2 separate regions of the Mus musculus genome follow, and region 2 is linked to region 1. The links are chromatin contacts, called in public HiChIP or PLAC-seq maps. All regions are on one chromosome and are shown on one strand. Each heading gives the region's core, a stretch centred on a gene start, on an enhancer-like site or on the middle of the called end of the contact. The rest is flanking DNA. Distances are from core to core; before and after follow the strand shown. Region 1 holds the start of Pitpnc1 (phosphatidylinositol transfer protein, cytoplasmic 1). Region 2 holds the start of Arsg (arylsulfatase G).

Region 1 (3,648 bases), core at 298-2,797:
CCCCGATACTCAGAGCCAGGAGGGCCCGGCCTGACGGCCTGGAGCGCCCTCCGGTGGCCGCGCCGCAGGCCCCACCACTGGGGCTCTTCCTAAGACCACGCTCCCCGCCGCGGAAGGAACGAGACACGCAGAAAGTTTCCGAGCCAGGCGGTCAGCAAAGGACAATCCAGATCGCGGAGGGAGCCTGGATGCTCGGCTGGGCAGGAGCCAGCGCCTAGACCGGAGGCGACAAGAAGTCGGGTTCTAAACGGACCCTCTCCAGGCCTCCCACATGCCCCCAAGGCGGGACTCTGGTCTGCAGATCCCACCCGCGCGGAATTTGTCCCTGCAAGCCCACCTTGTAAAGAGGACATGGGGACAGTGGCTACCACCACGGCCGGTTACCCCGATACTCCGGCTGCAGAGCATGCTTGGGCTCTTATACTCTGTGCATTTGCTTAATTGGAGGGAGGGGGCGCAACAGCTCCCTGTGACGCATTGTGGTCCCCAGGAATCTGATTCTAGATGTCCCCGAAGAGCTCACCTGGACTCCCCCGCCCCACCCCCACGCCGCCTTTCCTCTGCTGGGGTGACGAGTGGGAACAGCGAATCCCCTGCCTCCTCCCCCTCCAGCCTCCAGGTTTGGGCGCCAGGGTTTCCCCGCCGCACGCAGTGGACCCGCCGGCCGAGTGGTGGCGGCTGGGGACCCGGAGCGGGCGAGGCCGGGCGCGGTGCCTACCTCGTCCACGGTGAGCGGCATGCAGATTCGGTACTCCTTGAGCAGCATGTTCCTGCCGGCCGCAGACCTCGGGAAAGAAGGGGGCGTCCCAACAGATGAGCAAGGCTGGAGCCCAGAGGAGGGCAAAGACGCTGGGAACCGGCAAGCGAAGCAGCCCCGGTGGTGCGCTCAGCTCCTAACTGCCTCCGGTCCGCCCCGGAGCATGTCAAGCTTCGGGTCCCGGTGTCTGTGACTCCCCCGCCTCCTTCCTCGCAGAGATCAGCCCTCTCGGTATTGCAAAGTCAGGCACTGAGGGAGGGAGACCCGCGGGAGACAGCTCGGATCAGCAGCCCCGGGCTGGTAGGCGCGGCCACCAGATCAGGACATGCCCGGCGGCGGGCAAGAGAGGCAAAAGGAGGAGGAAAAGGGATTTCCACAAATTCAAACAAACGCACAAAAGTCTCCTCTGGATCCTCCTCCGAAAGCAGAGCTGAACCTGGCGAGCCCCCTTTTTCTCCTACCCGTCTACCGTGGGTTAATGTCACCAGGAACACATTGCCGCGGGAGCAGGCGATGCTGACTTTCCAAACAAAGGCTCGATGGGCTCCTCTCCCCGGGCGGTAAACAAGATTTCCTGCTCTTTTTTAGGGCCAGTCCCCGAGTCTCTCCGGAGCTCAGCTGAGAGAGAAAAGGGAAGCCGCAGCCGCCAAGGCTCTGCCCTGCTCTGGGCCCCGGGTGTCTTCAACCTAGGCGGTTGGCTGCCAGCGGCTTGCGCGCGTCCCCTCCCCCGAGTCCCTCGGCTCTGAGAGCGCCGTGCGTGCCCGTGAGTTTGCAGCCACCTCGCCGCGACTGGAGAGTCCGCGCCGAGCTGCAGTGTGCCTGGGGCAGGGAGGTGGGTGCGGGAGGAGCGAGAGCGACGAGGCTGACATCAGCAGCGGCCGCGGCGGGGAGGGTAGCCCCATCCGGCCAATGGGGAAATGGCAAAGAATGTGGAGGATTTAAACAAAACAGCATGTCTCTCCCGTCTGCTGCCAGACGCCAGGGCTGTCCCAGAACCTAGAACAGCTAACGCAAAGAGAACAGAGAATCGCAAAGAAGCTATCCTGGACTCTTACAACGTTGGATCTGTTTTCAAATGTAACCTGGGTGCCATAGGGCTCTCTACTTAGTCGCTTTGGAAACCGTTTCCAAAGTGCACTAGTGCCCCTTGACTTTGGGGCTGGGGGCGTGTTTACAAATGCTCACAGCGAACATTTTTTTCTCTCTGATGGAGTAAGCAAGGCCGGAGCAAGAGAAATGATGGTTTTAGAATGGGTTTTTCTAACATGCTCTCAAGGCGGAGTTCTGCAGCAGTGTTGGTGAAAACAGAGTAAAAATGCGTGCGCGCTCGCAACCACACACACACACACACACACACACAGAGAGAGAGAGAGAGAGAGAGAGAGAGAGAGAGAAGCATTGCCTGCTACCTCTTTCTCCCTGGCTCTCTGCAATCCCAACTGCAGGCTTCCCAGAGCAGAAAGAATAGGTTTTCGTGTCAGCACTCCTAAGTTCAAAAAGTCACAGTGAAATGTCAATAAAAATGCCCGGGGTGTTGGTATTTCATCCATATTAAACAGATCTCTCATTTTAACCACAAGAAGCACATTCTTTAGTTACTCAGGAAGCAGCATGTAACTGCTGAAGTCTGGTTTTCATTTGTCTGGCATTCGGTTTTGGTTTGTTTTTTTTTTTTTTTTTTTTTTTTTTTAGCTTGTTTTCCTAAAAATGGAGGAAAAAAGTGCATCCACTGCCTATAGGAGGATAATGTGTAAACATCACTGGCTCTCAAACATAGATGCATATGTTCACACAAACGTGTGTGTGTGTGTGTGTGTGTGTGTGCATTTGTGAGTTCTGGAGACCCACATTCACCCATAGAGCTTGCATTGGGCAATGCAGACTCTGCAGGCCTCAATGGTATAGTATGTTAAAATGATGCTCAATAAGTCACTAATCAACATAATGAGGGTGGGCTCTGGCTAATGTTGTCCAGATGACCCAAGTTTAGAGCTCAGGGAACATGATCCAGCCTGCTAGGAAAATGACACCCTAAACATAGCTTATATTCTGGTAAAGAAAGAAAGAAAGAAAGAAAGAAAGAAAGAAAGAAAGAAAGAAAGAGAGACAAAGAAAGAAAACTATTTTCTAGATAAATGCTTCCCAAAGTTGGCTCTGAAATATTTACAGCAGCTAATTAAAGGTAAACCAAACACCCTGAGAAATTTTGTTTTGTTTTGTTTTTGAGACAGGGTTTCTCTGTCTAGCCCTGGTTGTCCTAGAACTCACTTTGAAGTCCAAACTGACCTTGAACTCAGAGACCTACCTACCTGCCTCTGCCTCCCAAGTGCTGGAATTAAAGGTGTAGGCTACCACCGTCCTTCAAGGTAGATCATTAAATTTGACCTGATAGTGTTGAATTGGAAGCTTGTGAGACAAAAAGAACCCAAGATGATTTTTTTTTCTTTTTTCCTTTTAGCAGAATGGCACTTAATCATCTTCACAGTGGCTTCCTACTGTGTATTTCCAATTATCTCTAGACTGCTAATACTATCTAATGTAATGTGCATGGCATGTGAATAGTTGTTATATCGCATTGTTCAGAGAGTAAGGACATCTGCCATGTGTTCCGTACATTAGTGGTTTCTGAGTATGTTTTGATCCGTGGGACAGTGGATGCACTGACAGGGAACCCACAGACACTGCTGGCTGGCTGTACTTTTCTTTTTCTTTTCTTTTCTTTTCTTTTTTTTTGTTTTTTTCTTCTTTTTTTCTTTTTTTTTGTTTTGTTTTTGATTATTTTTTTCTTTTTTTTTTTTTTCTTTTTTTTCTTTTTTTTTTTTTTGGCTGTACTTTTCTTCCACCTCACATTACAAGGTGACTTTCCCCAGTATATTGTCTTTTTCTTTCTA
Region 2 (3,630 bases), core at 387-2,886, 2.0 Mb after region 1:
TTTACATACTGTCAGTTTCTATCTTTGACGGTGCCGGGTGCCGCTGGTCCCTTAATTACCAGGAAAGGTGTTTCACCACTGTATTCTCCCCAACCCCCGAGCCACCTAACAGTGCTTGGCACACGGGAAGACCTTAGTATAGGAACTGGCACTTTCTTGTAGCTAGACACTCATCAGAATGGTTTGTAAAAAAAACAAAACAAAACAAACAAACAAACAAACAAACAAAAAAAACCAGTCAGATCACCAGAGGCTGAAATCTCAATCCTAAGGTAGAAATCCCCTTCCCGTCAAAAGCAGCCAGCACAGTGCCTAGCTGTACAAACCACCAGCTTCCAGGTTAAGGAGTTGTAATGGGTTCCTCAATTCCTACGATCTTCCCCCCTACCCTGTTGTTCGATGACATTTTTACACGCCATCTAACAAACTTCTATCACTTGTCTGCTGCGGTGCAGGGATTGAGAACAACCCAGAAGGAAATTAACCTATTTCCTCTTTAAAATCATTCTCCCCCCACGCCTGGAGCCGTTCAGCTGCACGACACTTTGCTGCCGCTGGTAGCCCGGCGGACCTTGGAAGTTGTGCGGGACCGACCAGCAGGCAGCAAGCGGGTGACAGTGCAGCCCGGCAAGGTGTGGGACCCACGCTCCGAAGGGAAATCTGTCTCTCTCCGGGACCGCCCTGGGGAGGGGGGTAACAGGGATGGAGACCCGAAGTTCCACTTTTCCCTCGTGCTGCCTCAGTGGCCGCCTTGGGTGCGCGCGCGAGCCCGGGGAAGGAAGGTACCTCTCTGACATTTCGCTCTGCTGACGCGCCGGCAACTTCATGAGGAAAATCCAGAGAGGGTCTGAGACGGTCGCCGGACTCGCCTCACAGCCTGGCTCCTTTCACCCCGGGTTGGGGACGATCAAAGGCCAGGGCACCCTTTAAGGTATTTCCTGGAACCCATCTATACTTAGGGTCATGGACATTCAACTCTCAGTTGCCCACAACTGCCCGAGCGCGTCATCCCAGTGGCTCCGAACACTCCCAACTGTCAGAATATTTTTCGGATTAACCTCTTTAAAATGTTAAAAGCTTTCCTCCTCCCCGCCCTTAAAAAAAAAAAAAAGGCCCCAACACATATTAAAAAACAAACAAACAAACACCCATACCCCACAATCAAACTTTTAAGCGTGTAAAATAATAAAACCAACTCACCAAGTTAGAAGGGAAGAGAATAAACCCCAAAAGGCACCCAATAAGGCGGAGGCTGGGCCTCCGGAGCCTTCTTATAAACCGCTCCGTAACATGAGAAAAAGGTTTAACCCCTTAGGGCGTGGGCCAGAGTCTCTATCAAGTTGGCTCCGGGCGGGGAGCCTGGAGTACCCTGGCCCCCAACCCACGCCAGCCTCGGCCACCCGAGCCACACCCTCCCCCCGCCCCCCAACCCTGTCGCCTCCTCCCGGGCCGTGCGTGCCGCCGCCCGCGCCCCGGCCCCGCTTCTCTCTGCCTATCTCTTATCCTATACCGGCTGCAGCCGGTCTCCGCCGGCCTCGGGGGCGCGCCGCCGACCATGTGCTGGGAGCGCCGAGCGCCTGCAAGGAGGGGGCCGGCCTGGTGCGCGCGCGCGGGCCCACGTGGATCGGGGCCGCGCAAGGCACGCGCCCCGCCTGCCGGCTGCCGGGGCTGGGGGTCACGGAAGGTAACCGCGCTGTCATCGCGGGTCGCCCATCCCCGCCGACGCCTCTGGGGTCCTTGGCCCGACGCCCTCATCCCCTCATCCGCGCGTGCCCGTGTGATCCCGGCCCGATCGGACCCCGGCACTTAGCTGCAGTGCGAGCGGGAGCGCGATCGAGCCCGGGGCGACCGAGTGCGCCCCTGCACCCCCTCTCCGAGCGCAGCTCCCGGGTCCGCCCGCGCCCTGAGGATTTGGGGAGCCAGTGAGGAGGCTGGGGAGGGGGGGTTGGGAGGGCAGGGGAGGCGCGCGTTTGGGCTGGTCCCGCGCGTCCCTGGTCCCGGACTGAACAGGTTCCTTCCAGTTTGGGTGTGAGCGGAGCACGCGCGGGATCCCGAGTTCCTCCTCTAGAGACCACTTCCCCCCCAAATTTCGTCAACTCGCGCGCCCCGCCAGTTCCCCTTCCGGGCATGCGGGGGGAAGTGCCGCAATGGGCCCTAAGGAGCCCGCGGCTGGGTTGCTGCCGGTGCACTGTCGTGTTCCCCCGCCTCCCCTCCCCGTGCTGCCTTGTTTGCAGCCGCAGCAGCCACCAGCCGCCAGCATCCGCGCTGCGCGAAAGAGATGGGAGAAGCCTGGCTGAGTCAGCATCTCCGCTTCTCCGTGCGCGCGCACCCGCCTAGGCGGGAGGCGGCGTGAGCACAGGTGCACGGCAGCCTTAACCCCCCCCCCCCCCAGGAGGCTTCTGGGGGGATCGAGACCCCCAAACCTCCAAGCCCCCTGATCCCAAAGGTCACTATGAACTAAATGGATGCTTCCGGAGAAGCCCGAGTTATTCCTGAGGACAGCGCGTGTCTGAGGATTAGGGACTGTTCAGAGCCAGAGGGGGCGCAAAGTTGGTTTCCTGGACTCCATCTCACACCTCTGGAGAAAAACTGGGTACTGCCTCACAGCAAAAGCCCTGTTCCTCTGCATTCCCCCCCCTTCCCCCCTCAGACTTAGGCAACCCACGTCGGTTGATTGTGGCTCAGAGATTGTCTTTCTGATGTTAGAAACTGCAGAGAACCTACTTTGGGAGTGTGCCTGAAGGGTCGCCACCCACCGGGAGGAGCACCGGTTCAAAATTTTAATAAAAACCTTTCCTTGCTCTGTCATTTCCCCCAGGATTTGGGAATGCAGTCACCCAGTGCTGTCAATAGGCTCTGGTGTGGCTAAGTGAGGAGGCAGGTGTATTGGTGCAGAGTGTGTTACTCTGGTCACTGTAGTCCAGCCAGGCTACCACTGAATAATAACTGGCAAATTTGTGGGAATAATTAAACCTTTACCCCATCCCAGACAGGTGTAGTCCACGCTGGCTTCAAACTTATATTTGACCCCCCCCCCCCCAAATCCTGGTTTGTTTGTTTTTAAAAAACACGATCTCACTAGCCAAGCCAAGACTAACCTAAAACTGAAGATCCTCCTGTCTCGGCCTCCAAAGTGATGGGATCGCAGGGTTCTTTTTTCTTTTTCTTTTGGTTTTTTCAAGACAGCTTTGAAACCAGGCTGGCCTCTGCCTCCCGAGTGCTGGGATTAAAGGCGTGCACCACCACCGCCTGTCGCAGGCTTCTTTTTCTTAACCAAGGTCTGTCTGTAACTGGTCTGCACCGCCTAGCTTCAACCCGTCCACCAGCCTCATCCTGCACTGTAGCTGTGACTACAGGCACAATACGCTCTGCCTGGCTGGAAATGGCACGATTTTAAGACACGTTTTAAAGATGGAGCTCAGCTGATCTTGGGCTTGCAATCTTTCTGACTGTGCCTCCCAAGCACTGAAAACGCTGGCATGTGCCGTGATGCCTACCTCTTGAGTTTTCTCAACCTCTGAGTTTAAAACTTAGATAGTGCCCAAAGTCCTAGACATCAATGAATGAATGACTGGATAAAACCAGGCTGTGGAGGGCAGTAACAGCAGCCAGGTAGAATTAATTATTAAT

Evidence for each region. HiChIP or PLAC-seq counts read pairs in DNA pulled down with a chosen protein or histone mark.
Region 2: an H3K27ac HiChIP or PLAC-seq map of embryonic stem cells shows a contact between it and region 1, with 7 times the contacts expected there. The contact joins the promoter of Arsg here to the promoter of Pitpnc1 in region 1. A contact is called at or near these places in 1 of 39 promoter capture datasets (embryonic stem cells), 3 of 115 datasets of contacts at active chromatin or transcription factors (astrocytes, embryonic stem cells and extraembryonic endoderm stem cells) and 1 of 9 other capture datasets (pancreatic islet).

What each region holds. Positions count from the first base shown.
Region 1 is chr11:107,469,173-107,472,820 of GRCm38.p6, forward strand. Pitpnc1 (phosphatidylinositol transfer protein, cytoplasmic 1) reads right to left here and starts at 1,548. Exons shown (of 9, transcript NM_001359616.1): 1 at 719-1,548. The coding sequence starts at 766.
Region 2 is chr11:109,471,738-109,475,367 of GRCm38.p6, forward strand. It overlaps Arsg (arylsulfatase G), which reads left to right and starts at 1,637. Exons shown (of 14, transcript NM_028710.3): 1 at 1,637-1,684. It overlaps Slc16a6 (solute carrier family 16 (monocarboxylic acid transporters), member 6), which reads right to left and starts at 1,861. Exons shown (of 6, transcript NM_001029842.2): 1 at 1,511-1,861. The coding sequence starts at 1,755.